Regions from separate parts of the Mus musculus genome. Here region 2 is linked to region 1. A link is a contact called in public Hi-C data. All regions are on one chromosome and are shown on one strand. The core of a region is the stretch at or near the end of the contact, and the rest is flanking DNA. Distances in the headings are between cores, read along the strand shown.

Region 1 (6,548 bases), core at 1,540-4,039:
GGAGTGGTGGAAAGTTAACACTAGGGTATGCAGCCTGGATGCTCTTCCATCTCTAATGGAAGAGTATCTGTGTTTCAGTGCCTGGAAATTGATCCAAAGCTGTGAGCGTAGAGAAGTACGTTACCAATGAGCTACGTCCAAACCACTCCCAATCATCCTTCCGTCAACCTTTCCCTCTTTCTTTCCCTCTTTTTTTTTCTTTCCCTCTTTTCTTTCCCTCCCTCCTTCCCTCCCTCCCTCCCTCCCTCCCTCCCTCCCTCCCTCCCTCCCTCCCTCCTCCTCCTCCTCCTCCTCTCCCTCCTCCTCCCTCCCCCCTCTCTCGTTCTTTCTTTCTTTCCCTCTCTCTCTCTCTCTCTCTCTCTCTCTCTCTCTCTCTCTCTCTCTTTCTTTCTTTCTTTCTTTCTTTCTTTCTTAACGTTTTAGGTTTTCCTAGCTATCCTTGTTTGTGGCTTATAGTCTCCCTCTTGTGATACCTCTTCGCAACTGCAGGTATTTCCTTTGTGAACAGAAGTGCTGTTATGTTAGTTCTGTCCATGCCCTCTTTGTGAACTTTCTTTCTGTATGTGTTGCTGGGATGCGTGCGTGCGTGTGTGTGTGTGTGTGTGTGTGTGTGTCTGTGTGTGTGTGTGTGTGTGTATGTGAGTGCGCACTGTGGAGATCAGAAGTCTGCCTTGAGTGTGGGTCCTTGCCTTCGCTTTGTTTGAGACAGGCTACTTTTGTTGCTTGCTGCTGTACTGGAGATGCTAGGCGAGCTGGCCTGCACACTCTGAGGATCTCTCCTGTCTTGGCATATCAGGACAAGGGCATTGAGCTTCCCCTATCCCCATAGGAACACTGGAATTACAGATTCCTGATTTCTGAGACGCCATGGCACTGCGTTTTTCACGAGTTCTAGGCACTTGAACTCACCCTTGCATAGCAGGGGCTTTGCCCACTGAGCCATTTCCCTAACTATGTGAGTTTTTCTTCTATTGCTGTGATAGAACACCGCGACTGAAGCAATTTATAGAATGAAGGGTTTGTTTGGCTTATGGTTCCAGAGGGATATAAGACCCTTCGTGGTAGGTAATCGTGGCAGCAAGCAGCACATGTGGTGGCTGGAGCTAAAGCAAGGGCGTACATCTTGAAGTAGAGAGAGTGCACTGGGAATGGCCTGAGTATTTTAACTTTCAAACTCCGCCCCCAGTGAGCGACACAGGGGTACACCTCCTCCTAAACTTCCTCAATACCATCGACTATGGCGCCTGAGACTGGAGGGTGGGGGGTGGGGGTGGGGGTGGGGGAGACCATTTTTATTCAAAACCAAACTGATGATTTTTTTCCTGTGCCAGACAAATTTTCAGTTTGTGTCACAGACTGTTTTGAAACTTGTAATTTTCCTGCGTCAGCCTCCTATGTGCTGAGATGACAGGCCTCTGCCGTCGTGCCTGGGTCTTATGTCATTTCTTAAGCCGGCTGTGGGAAAACAAGTATTTCCTTTTGCTCTTTGTGTATTATCTGTATATACCAATTATTAAATTACAAATAAAATATTTATGTTTCAAAAATATGTTGTTAATGAACGCTTTTCTTTCCAATTCTTTTTAGAAACTGTTTTAGTTTTTCCTAGCTAACCTTGTTCGTGGCTTATAGTCTCCCTCTTGTGGTACCTCTTCGCAACTGCAGGTATTTCCTTTGTGAACAGAAGTGCTGTTATTTTAGTTCCGTCCATGCCCTCTTTGTGAACTCAACGGAAGTCCTTCTATCTCCAAAGGGAAACAACAGCTATCTGCAAGAACCATCCTTCTCATCACTGAACGCTTTAAAGATGGCGTTAGTTGGTTACTATAACAACCAGTGAGGCTGGAGGATTGAGGGGGCTGCTGGACAATTTCGCTATTTTTGGACAATAGAAATTTAAAAGGATACTTCGAAGAAATATTTGAAGGAGAGTGTAAGACATTGTATGCTCAGGTGCTTAGCTGTAGTAAAACTAGTTTGTCAACAACCAATTTATTTGCTTGAGATGCCCGTTTACTTAACATTAATAATAATAATAATATTTTGGGGGCATGTCTACATTGGCTTTGATGGACTGAGACTTATGATACTCTTGAGTCAGGGTCCTAAGTGCAGGACTATAGGTATGCTGGTCTACCCCTGGCTTAATCTAATAATTTTTGAAGATGTTAGACCTGTTCTTCAGTCAGTTTTCCCCAGTAATAGCAGACAGCAAATCTTCATCCTTCGTCATTTTACAGGCTGGACCATTTTCCTCAATGTGTCTTTTTTCTCACTTTTTTGAGCTAAATCACCCTTTAGTATGGCGCCCATGTGGTCTACTTCCAAAGCTTGTAACACTGTAAGTTTCTCATGGCATTTTGTGTCCTTTTCCACAGGTGTTGTGCTTTACAAGGCAAGGGTGACAGGTGCCGTCACTAATTCCACTAAAGTATTCCCGAAAGAAATCTCATTGCATGTCTTTTTTTGTGTGTGGGTACTGTGCACACAGTGTGTGCCATGGCCAGTGTGTGGAGGTCAGAGGATGACTTGCAGGAGTTACCCCTCTGTTCCAGTGGAGCCTCGGGATTCAACTCGGGTCCTTTGCCTTTGTGGCCTGTGAGTCACTGAGCCTATCCTCTGGTCCAAGGTATTTAAAATTGTTCCTTCCTCGTCAACGAACCACAAGGTATCAGTTGTTTAGTTCTGAAACATGAACTTGAATATCTTGATGACGATGTGTGGTGTGAATGTTTTATCCGTGCAACCAACGTTTTGTTGCCGAGGAAATGGGTCTGTTGCAGCATTTGATTGCTGGCTTCCCTGGTTGCTTGCGGTAATCTTTGTTGTCCATCTGAGTAAGTCTCCTTCTGTCAGTTCTGAACTTGTCAAGTGGTTTTTCATTTGAAGCCCCTCCCCTCCCGCCCACCCCAGAAGAGATCTCCTGATTACAGAAACAGTTTTTTGATTGAATTGTGCTATGGTAGCTTCTATTTCTTCTTGGAAATAAGCAATATTATTTATTCATCTTGGGAATATACTAGCAGGGAATTTTTGACACTTGAAAAGTGATGCGAAAAGTCATTTATTTAAAAAAAAAAGTTTGAGCAAACAATGAGAAGTTGAGTGGGGAAAAAAAAATTGCCCAGCAAACTAAGAAGAGCATGACGTTTGTGGAATCAAGAGTGTCCTGGCTGACTGATGTCAACTTGACATGGGCTAGAGTTATCTGCAAGGAGGGAACTTCAATTGAGAAAATGCTTACGTGAGATCCGGCTGTAGGGCATTTTCTTCATTAGTGATCAACGGGGTGGGAGGGGGAGGCTCAGTGTGGGCTCAGTGTGGGCTCAGTGGGCTCAGTGTGGGCTCAGTGTGGGCTCAGTGTGGGCTCAGTGGGCTCAGTGTGGGCTCAGTGTGGGCTCAGTGTGGGCTCAGTGGGCTCAGTGTGGGCTCAGTGTGGGCTCAGTGTGGGCTCAGTGTAGGCTCAGTGTGGGCTCAGTTGGCTCAGTGTGGGCTCAGTGGGCTCAGTGTGGGCTCAGTGTGGGCTCAGTGGGCTCAGTGTGGGCTCAGTGGGCTCAGTGTGGGCTCAGTGTGGGCTCAGTGTGGGCTCAGTGGGTTCAGTGTGGGCTCAGTGGGCTCAGTGTGGGCTCAGTGGGCTCAGTGTGGGCTCAGTGTGGGCTCAGTGTGGGCTCAGTGTGGGCTCAGTGTGGGCTCAGTGGGCTCAGTGTGGGCTCAGTGTGGGCTCAGTGTGGGCTCAGTGTGGGCTCAGTGGGCTCAGTGTGGGCTCAGTGGGCTCAGTGTGGGCTCAGTGGGTTCAGTGTGGGCTCAGTGGGCTCAGTGTGGGCTCAGTGGGCTCAGTGTGGGCTCAGTGTGGGCTCAGTGTGGGCTCAGTGTGGGCTCAGTGTGGGCTCAGTGGGCTCAGTGTGGGCTCAGTGTGGGCTCAGTGTGGGCTCAGTGGGCTCAGTGTGGGCTCAGTGTGGGCTCAGTGGGCTCAGTGTGGGCTCAGTGTGGGCTCAGTGTGGGCTCAGTGTGGGCTCAGTGGGCTCAGTGTGGGCTCAGTGTGGGCTCAGTGTGGGCTCAGTGTGGGCTCAGTGGGCTCAGTGTGGGCTCAGTGGGCTCAGTGTGGGCTCAGTGTGGGCAGTTCTAGCCTTGGGCTGGTGTTCTGGGTTCTCTAGGGCAGCAGGCTGAAGCTGGGCAGTGGTGGTGCTGCCTTTGATCCTGGTGCTTGGGGAGGCAGAGGCAGGCAGATCTCTGGGTTTGAGGGTAGCTTGGTCTACATAGTGAGTTCCAGGACAACCAGGGCTACATAGAAGAAAAAAAAAAACCCAACCTGTCTTGGAAAACCAATAAAATAAAACAAAATGATAAAAATAAATAAAAATTAAAATAAAATTAAAAATAAAATAAAGCAGGCTGAGCAAACCACAGGAAGAAAGCCAGTAAGCAGCACCTCTCCATGCTTTCTGCATCAGCTCCTGCCTCCAGGTTCCTGCCCTGTCTGAGTTCCTGCCATGGTTTCCCTCCGTGATGAACAGTGATGCTGAAGTGTAAGCTAAATAAACCCTTCCCTCTCCAACTTGCTCTTTGATCATGGTGTTCTGTCGCAGCAATAGACACCCTGACTAAGTTAAAGAGGGAGAGCCAGGAGGGGGGCTGTAGAAGACAGGGCTTCTGATGTCTGCATTACGTAATATTTAAGCAATTGATGTAAAGAGGCTGAGGTCAGTTTTCTTCTTGGCCACTAATAATTATTTTCAGGATGATTTATTTTTTTATTTATTTTAAAATATTTATTTGTATTTAGTTAAGTTTTATATGGAGTAGTATTTTTTTTTTTTCAGGTATGTCTGTGAGCTTTCATGTGTGTGCCTGTTCCCTCAAGTGACAGAAGAGGGCATCATATCCATTGCAACTGAACTTACAGAGGGTGAGCAACCATGTGGGTGATGGGAACCAAACCTTGGTCCTCTTCCTGGGAAAATTCTCTTAACTGCTGAGCTTTCTCTCCAACCCCTTATTAATGTAGTATGTATGTATGTATGTATGTATGTATGTATGTATGTGTGTATGTGTGTGTGTATGTATGTATTTTTTATAGATGATGGTGGTGATGATGATGCCCGTACACATGATGTATGTGACTGTGCATTGCATGACAAGCATATAGAGGTCAGAGTTCAACTTTGTGATGTCTGTTCTCTTCTTCCATCTTTATATGTTCTCCAGGGATTGAACTCGGGTCTGCAGGCTTAGGCACCACGTGCTTTTACCCACTGAAAGCCATCTTCCTTGACGCTGAAAATGATGTTTTAAAAATAAATGAAAAAAAAAAAAGAAAAGAAAGAGAACAAAAAAAGAAAAAAAAAAAAAAAGAAAAAAAAAGAGTAACAGCAACATCCCAAAGACCACGTGACTTCACTGCTGGTGTTGGTGGGCGGGGTGCAGAGTCCGGGATGCTCAGGTCAGGCAGGAGCTCTGGACCTCTACAGCGCACTTCTGTAAGAGGCCCACACAGTCCACTCCCTGCCTGAGTTACCCTTCACCTTGCAGACTCCCTCTTAGACTTCAGTGAGCTCTTACAGAAAAATACAGAAAAGGATACCCCCCGCCTCTTCCCTGCTATTTCTCTCGCTTTGGGCTTAGCTAACCCCTCACCCCTCGGGTCTTTATTTAACCAGGTCTGACAGAACACTTCTCAGTTCTTCCTGCTGTGGTCTGAACCGGATGCTTAGGCAGAGTGCTTAGCATGGATGGGAATCGTTCTTCAGGCTGCTGCCGGCAATCTGAATATGCTTTCTTACCTGTTTTCCCCACCAGACAGAAAAGGAAGAGTCCGTATCAGTGTGGTGGTTCACCGGAGGTTTTCTTACCTCCCCCTCTGCCTGGGATCCTGCAATGCTCTATGAATGACAAGTAGCCGAGCCTGTAAGGCTTGACCGGTGTCTGAGTGTGGTCACACAGCTCACCACGCTAAACACCTCTCATCAGGAATCATTTTACAATTAAAGCATCATGTTTTCTGAAAGGGAGGCATGAGGCCCATCTTTAGTCAATAATGGTTGTTGTATGGCCGGTGCCTATCAAAAGCTTCCTAAAGATTCTGAAATATAATCAGAACAGAAGCTCTGTGCAGAGTTAACGACGCTATGATAGAAATTGGCTTTCTGGCACTACTTGTAATCTTTCGTCTTGTTGTTTCCCTATTGAAGCACACATCACAGCTCCTTCTAGGGCAGTCATGTTAAATTACATGTTTGCACAGTGGCAGCCTGGGGAAACATCCCAAGCGTTTCTCTTCTTTCAATAGGCCAGGAGTTCAGGATCCGGAGAGGCCCTGTGGATTTCCCAGCCATAGAGAAGAGTAGTGGGGAGCCTTGAAACCTCTCCTCTGCTTGGCTGCTCCAGTTGTACAGATTCTCACCTCACCCCTCTGTCTTGCCTCCTTTCCAATATGGCCCTGATGTACAGAACAGGCTGGTTTCTTGAATGGCACCTGGTGTCCTTAGGAAGCTAGTTCCAGAATGTTCAGCAGGTGCCAAAAACAAAAACAAAAACAAACAAACAAACAA
Region 2 (6,823 bases), core at 689-3,188, 70 kb before region 1:
ATACAGTAGTCAATGCAGCAGGAAGTAAAGCAGGAAGGCAGTGCAGCAGGAAGTACAGTAGGAAGACAGTGCAGCAGGAAGTACAGTAGTCAGTGCAGCAGGAAGTAAAGCAGGAAGGCAGTGCAGCAGGAAGTATAGTAGGAAGGCAGTGCAGCAGGAAGTACAGGAGGAAGGCATTGAAGCAGGAAGTACAGGAGAAAGGCAGTGAAGCAGGAAGTACAGGAGGAAGGCAGTGCAGCAGGAAGTACAGGAGGAAGGCAGTGCAGCAGGAATTACAGGAGAAAGGCAGTGAAGCAGGAAGTACAGGAGGAAGGCATTGCAGCAGGAAGTAAAGCAGGAAGGCAGTGCAGCAGGAAGTACAGTAGGAAGGCAGTGCAGCAGGAATTACAGGAGAAAGGCAGTACAGCCAGAGTACAACAGGAAGGCAAGGGGATTGGTCACATTAAATCCACAGTCAGGAAGTAGAGAATGATGAATTCTGGGACTCAGCTTGCTTACTCCCTTTTGTATAGTCTAGAGTCTCATCCCATACAATGATATACAGTACGTCTGCCCATCTTAATTAACCCAATCTGGAAAAACAAAAACAAAAACCCCCAACAACAACAACAACAACAACGACAATGACAACAACAACAACAACAAATCCACCAAACAAAAACATCCCTTAGAAACAGGCTAGTTTCCAAGGAGATTCTACATCCTATCAAGTTGACAAGTATAACCTTTACAGGTTTCAGTTTTTTGGATCCCAAGAAGGGCCAATTAGCACAGACCTAATTTGTACTATTTTTCTTTGCATTCTCCCAGCCATAAAAAAATGCTAACACAGAGACACTGTGTCTTTTTTTTTCTTCCATTTTTCCTGCAAACAAACAAACCGACCAAACCAGAGGCTCATGTGGAGGATTGCATATACATGTCTCCTCATTGTAACTCAACCTTCCTTACACACACAAGTTCTTACTGCAGACAGATAAGCCTCAAAGACCAAGAACCACTGCTATCTGCCTGCTTGTGATCTGCTTTTCTTCTCTCTATTCTGCTTTCAGTAGGAACTGGTATGTATTCCCAGTCTACCCGTGCTTTGAGTGTGTTCCTGTGGACTCCAGTCATTAAGGAAGAGTATTATGCAGAGGAAGATGGTCATGCTGAGATTCCTGCAAGAATGCTTCACTCATAGACATCTCAGCCTTGTTTTTATGTCTTATCGCCCACAGCAGGGGCTGGGGGGTATACAACCCCGATTACAGCCAGGAGACATAGCACCCCATAATGCACTGGGAAAGGTGGCCATATGGCAATTGTCCCCCTTCCACTTGAATGCTTCCCACGGTTACATCAGCTCAGCAGTGTATCTTATCAGCCTTTGCAAGATCAATGTAACTGCTCTTCACCGACTCATCTTTGGCTTTCAGTTCCTGTTCATGTGCCAATTACATAATATGAGTTTCCTTGGGGAGACATGAAAAAGCAAATATTCCACAGGTAGGCCCTGAGGACAGGCTAAAGAGATGATCCAACTAAGTCTGTCATCGTGAATCAATGAGTTTACGGGTGTTACTTACCGAAGCATGGGTGGCACAAAGGCAGCTACATCACCAAAAAGCCTACCGCAGTGTGAATGACAGCTCAGGAAGGCAGCATCCCTAGCGCTCCCTGAGCAGCTCGAAGGCAGTTCTACCGAAGAGTTCCCTCTTGCTCAGCCATTGCTTATTGCTCATACACCCGCAGAGAGAGGACTCACAACTTCATGAGTTCTTGAAACTTCCTTGGGGCCTTTGTGAGTCTTCCTCTCGCATTCGCTCCTCCCATCCACAAGGGGGATACTTCAATCCGGATGAAATAGCTACAAGATAAATAATAATACTACTACTTTTACTGTACAAGGGTATAAAATGCTTGCCTGCCTGCACTTGTGGGAAAAGATGCTCGAGAGACGCCCCCTGTTGGTGGTATGTGTCTGGGACGGAGCAGGAGCTGAAAATGGTTTCTGCGTGACAAAGGGATGAAACCACACACACTTTCTCTTGAGGACATGTAGGTGATGGATGTGCAGTCTGAACGTGGAATTAACTAAGGAGATACTGAGTAGTTTGAGGGACTCTTATCTTCCATCTGTTTTCACTGCGGTTCAACTCCACAGTGCCGTGTAAAATTTGCAGTTAACGGTGGGGTGAAGGGGAATATCTATTTGCTATGAGACCTGGATTTTCTAGGTAAAATGGAAAGGACAAAATGAAACACCACACACACACACACACACACACACACACACACACACACACACACACACACACACACACACACGGACTTCCTAGTAGAAACTTAGCTACATATTGGACAGAAGTGTGTGGCTCCCCAGTCACCGCGTGGGAGTCCTTTATGACTTACTCTACAAATAGTCTTTTTAAAGCGAAACAAAAGAGAGAGACTATTTAAAATTTTTACTTATCATCCAGGTAAGCTTTCACATTGACAGAAGATCAAAACTTCAAACTGTTGGGGAGGGATGACAGGGAGACACTGAGGATACCCGCATGACCTTCCCCCAGATACTCCACAGAGGTGGAGCAGGCTCAGCAGGTTGTGGACTGCAGATCTTTTTATGGCTGAGTTATTAAAGTCATGTGTTGCCTTTAGACTTGACATCGATCTGAAGATGATGCAATGGTCTGTAAGAACCTGGGGGTTCTGACTTGAGCAGTGAGAGTTTGGCTCACCTTAAAAAAAATAATTTCATACTTCAAGAGAGGAACTAGCCTGCTGCCAAGGGTACCAATGAGGGCAGCACGGAGGCCCTGGCTTCTTTCTGCTCACCTCACTTTGCTCTTGGATGTGGAATATTTTTCTCAAGATGAGAAAATGTAGGCTCTAATCCTGAAGGGAATGAGGCTTCGTGTCTCTGGTGTGTGTAGGAGGCCTAAAATGCCATTTGTTGGTACGGATAGCTCTCTGGAAATATCTTAAGACACCCCTGGAAAATGTGGTGAGTGTTCTTTGCCTCTAAGGTTCCCCAATTATATAATTGTTCATCTTAGGAGCCATATATAGAGTGTGTGTGGTTTTTTCTTTCTTTCTTTCTTTTCTTTTAAAGAAGGAAAGTGAACGAAGGGCCTTAACTTTGGGGAGTTCTGAAGAACTCATCAAATGTCGCCAGCTTCACATGCTGTCCTCCTCAGGATGGGAGTGCTAGAGAGTAGGCAGCCATCTGGTCCCTGTGAGCACAGCAGATGAGTGCTGAGCACTGTGTACACAGATATGTCATCTTTCTAAACCTCGAAGGGATGAACGTGGTCTTTCTCCTGCTCTATTGAAAAGCTAAGATGTGGGCTTAGAGCTGGTGGGATACCTCTAACCCCAGCCCTTGGAAGCAGAGGCACAGGGCCTGTCAAGACTTTGAGAGGCCAGCCTAGGGACTATGAAGTAAAAGCCAGGTCAACTGGAGTTACACTGTGAAACTGTGATTTTAAAAATTAAATGGGTTGGGGTGAGATATCTGGGTTAGCTTGAAGGGATGGCAAGATCTCTGAATGTACCAGTGCTAGGTTAAGGCATTATTGATTTATTAAATACACAGACACTCATAGTATCCCCCTTGGACCAGATGGCAAATAGACAGACTTACTATTCTCATAATAGAAAAAAAAAAAAAAGACTTTAAATCCCTTCATTGCCACTGTATTGGGTGAAATACAGACCCCAGATCCACTTCTTAGAAATGTATGGTCTTTGTTTAAAAAACAAAGTCTAATTTTTGTTTAAAATCTTTTTCTTATATAGATTGATTTTATTTTGTGTGTTCGAGTGTTTTGCCTGCATTTATTCGTATGTAGCTTATGTTTTTCCTTCCTGGTGCCCTCAGAGGTGGGAAGAGTTGGATCCTCTGGAACTGGAGTTATGGTTGGTTGTGAGCCATTATGTGTGTGCTGTCTTCCAAATCTGGGTCCTCTGCAAGAGCGGCAAGTGTTCTTTTATTTATTTATTTTATTACATATTTTCCTCAATTACATTTCCAATGCTATCCCAAAAGTCCCCCATACCCTCCCTCCCCCCTTCCCTACCCACCCATTCTCATTTTTTTTGGCCCTGGCATTCCCCTGTACTGGGGCATATAAAGTTTGTGTGTCCAATGGGCCTCTCTTTCCAGTGATGGCTGACTAGGCCATCTTTTGATACATATGCAGCTAGAGTCAAGAGCTCCGGGGTACTGGTTAGTTCATAATGTTGTTGCACCTACAGGGTTGCAGATCTCTTTAGCTCCTTGGCTACTTTCTCTAGCTCCTCCATTGGGGGCCCTGTGATCCATCCAATAGCTGACTGTGAGCATCCACTTATGTGTTTGCTAGGCCCCTGCCTAGTCTCACAAGAGACAGCTATATCTGGGTCCTTACAGCAAAATCTTGCTAGTGTATGCAGTGGTGTCAGCGTTTGGAAGCTGATTATGGGGTGGATCCCTAGATAAGGCAGTCTTTAGATGGTCCATCCTTTTGTCGCAGCTCCAAACTTTGTCTCTGTAACTCCTTCCATAGGTGTTTTGTTCCCAATTCTAAGAAGGGGCACAGTGTCCACACTTTGGTCTTCATTCTTCTAGAGTTTCATGTGTTTAGCAAATTGTACCTTATATCTTGGGAATCCTAGGTTTGGGGCTAATATCCACTTATCAGTGAGTACATATTGTGTGCGTTCCTTTGTGATTGGGTTACCTCGCTCAGGATGATGCCCTCCAGGTCCATCCATTTGCCTAGGAATTTCATAAATTTATTCTTTTTAATAGCTGAGTAGTACTCCATTGTGTAAATGTACCACATTTTCTTTTTTTTTTTAATTAATATTTTTTATTACATATTTTCCTCAATTACATTTCCAATGCTATACCAAAAGTCCCCCATACCCTCCCCCCCACTTCCCTACCCACTCATTCCCATTTTTTTTGGCCCTGGCGTTCCCCTGTACTGGGGCATATAAAGTTTGCAAGTCCAATGGGCCTCTCTTTCCAGTGATGGCTGACTAGGCCATCTTTTGATACATATGCAGCTAGAGTCAAGAGCTCTGGGGTACTGGTTAGTTCATAATGTTGTTCCACCTATATGGTTGCAGATCCCTTTAGCTCCTTGGGTACTTTCTCTAGCTCCTCCATTGGGGGCCCTGTGATCCATCCAATAGCTGACTGTGAGCATCCACTTCTGTGTTTGCTAGGCCCCGGCATAGTCTCACAAGAGACAGCTTTATCTGGGTCCTTTCGATAAAATCTTGCTAGTGTATGCAATGGTGTCAGCGTTTGGAAGCTGATTATGGGGTGGATCCCTGGATTTGGCAGTCTCTACATGGTCCATCCTTTTGTCGCAGCTCCAAACTTTGTCTCTGTAACTCCTTCCAAGGGTGTTTTGTTCCCAATTCTAAGAAGGGGCATAGTGTCCACACTTCAGTCTTCATTCTTCTTGAGTTTCATGTGTTTAGCAAATTGTATCTTATATCTTGGGTATCCTAGGTTTGGGGCTAATATCCACTTATCAGTGAGTACATATTGTGTGAGTTCCTTTGTGAATATGTTACCTCACTCAGGATGATGCCCTCCAGGTCCATCCATTTGCCTAGGAATTTCATAAATTCATTCTTTTTAATAGCTGAGTAGTACTCCATTGTGTAAATGTACCACATTTTCTGTATCCATTCCTCTGTTGAGGGGCATCTGGGTTCTTTCCAGCTTCTGGCTATTATAAATAAGGCTGCTATGAACATAGTGGAGCATGTGTCCTTCATACCGGTTGGGACATCTTCTGGATATATGCCCAGAAGAGGTATTGCTGGATCCTCCGTTAGTACTATGTCCAATTTTCTAAGGAACCACCAGACTGATTTCCAGAGTGGTTGTACAAGCTTGCAATCCCACCAACAGTGGAGGAGTGTTCCTCCTTCTCCACATCCACGCCAGCATCTGCTGTCACCTGAATTTTTGATCTTAGCCATTCTGACTGGTGTGAGGTGGAATCTCAGGGTTGTTTTGATTTGCATTTCCCTGATAATTAAGGATGTTGAACATTTTTTCAGGTGCTTCTCTGCCATTCAGTATTCCTCGGGTGAGAATTCTTTGTTCAATTCTGAGCCCCATTTTTTAATGGGATTATTTGATTTTCTGGAGTCCACCCTCTTCAGTTCTTTATATATATTGGATATTAGTCCCCTATCTCATTTGGGATAGGTAAAGATCCTTTCCCAATCTGTTGGTAGCCTTTTTGTCTTATTGACAGTATCTTTTGCCTTGCAGAAGCTTTGCAGTTTCATGAGGTCCCATTTGTCGATTCTCGATCTTACAGCACAAGCCACTGCTGTTCTATTCAGGAATTTTACCCCTATGCCCATATCTTCAAGGCTTTCCCCCACTTTCTCCTCTATAAGTTTCAGTGTCTCTGGTTTTATGCGAAGTTCCTTGATCCACTTAGATTTGACCTTATTACAAGGAGATAGGAATGGATCGATTTGCATTCTTCTACATGATAACCACCAGTTGTGCCAGCACCATTTGTTGAAAATGCTGTCTTTCTTCCACTGGATGGTTTTAGCTCCCTTGTCGAAGATCAAGTGGCCATAGGTGTGTGGGTTCATTTCTGGTTTTTCAATTCTATTCCATTGTTCTACTTGTCTGTCACTATACCAGTACCATGCAGTTTTTATCACAATTGCTCTGTAGTAAAGCTTTAGGTCAGGCATGGTGATTCCACCAGAGGTTCTTTTATCCTTAAGAAGAGTTTTTGCTATCCTAGGTTTTTTGTTATTCCAGATAAATTTGCAGATTGCTCTTTCTAATTCGTTGAAGAATTGA

The links. A called contact is a pair of places that touch in the nucleus more often than the background predicts.
Region 2: a contact with region 1 is called in a Hi-C map of the G1E-ER4 cell line, with 2.4 times the contacts expected there. The contact joins two enhancer-like sites. A contact is called at or near these places in 1 of 15 datasets of contacts at CTCF or cohesin (the G1E-ER4 cell line), 9 of 484 Hi-C or Micro-C datasets (the G1E-ER4 cell line, the N1E-115 cell line, bone marrow-derived DN3 thymocytes and 5 more) and 1 of 115 datasets of contacts at active chromatin or transcription factors (embryonic stem cells).

What each region holds. Positions count from the first base shown.
Region 1 is chr3:78,943,527-78,950,074 of GRCm38.p6, reverse strand. No RefSeq gene overlaps it. Among named protein-coding and RNA genes, the nearest start is that of Gm38542, 10 kb to the right of the region's middle. Within about 2 kb of position 2,789, at least 9 of the 459 cell types and tissues checked have an H3K27ac peak or open chromatin away from gene starts, as enhancers often do. A contact at or near this core is called in the G1E-ER4 cell line, where this site is marked.
Region 2 is chr3:79,012,141-79,018,963 of GRCm38.p6, reverse strand. No RefSeq gene overlaps it. Among named protein-coding and RNA genes, the nearest start is that of Gm23440, 36 kb to the right of the region's middle. Within about 2 kb of position 1,938, at least 15 of the 459 cell types and tissues checked have an H3K27ac peak or open chromatin away from gene starts, as enhancers often do. A contact at or near this core is called in the G1E-ER4 cell line, where this site is marked.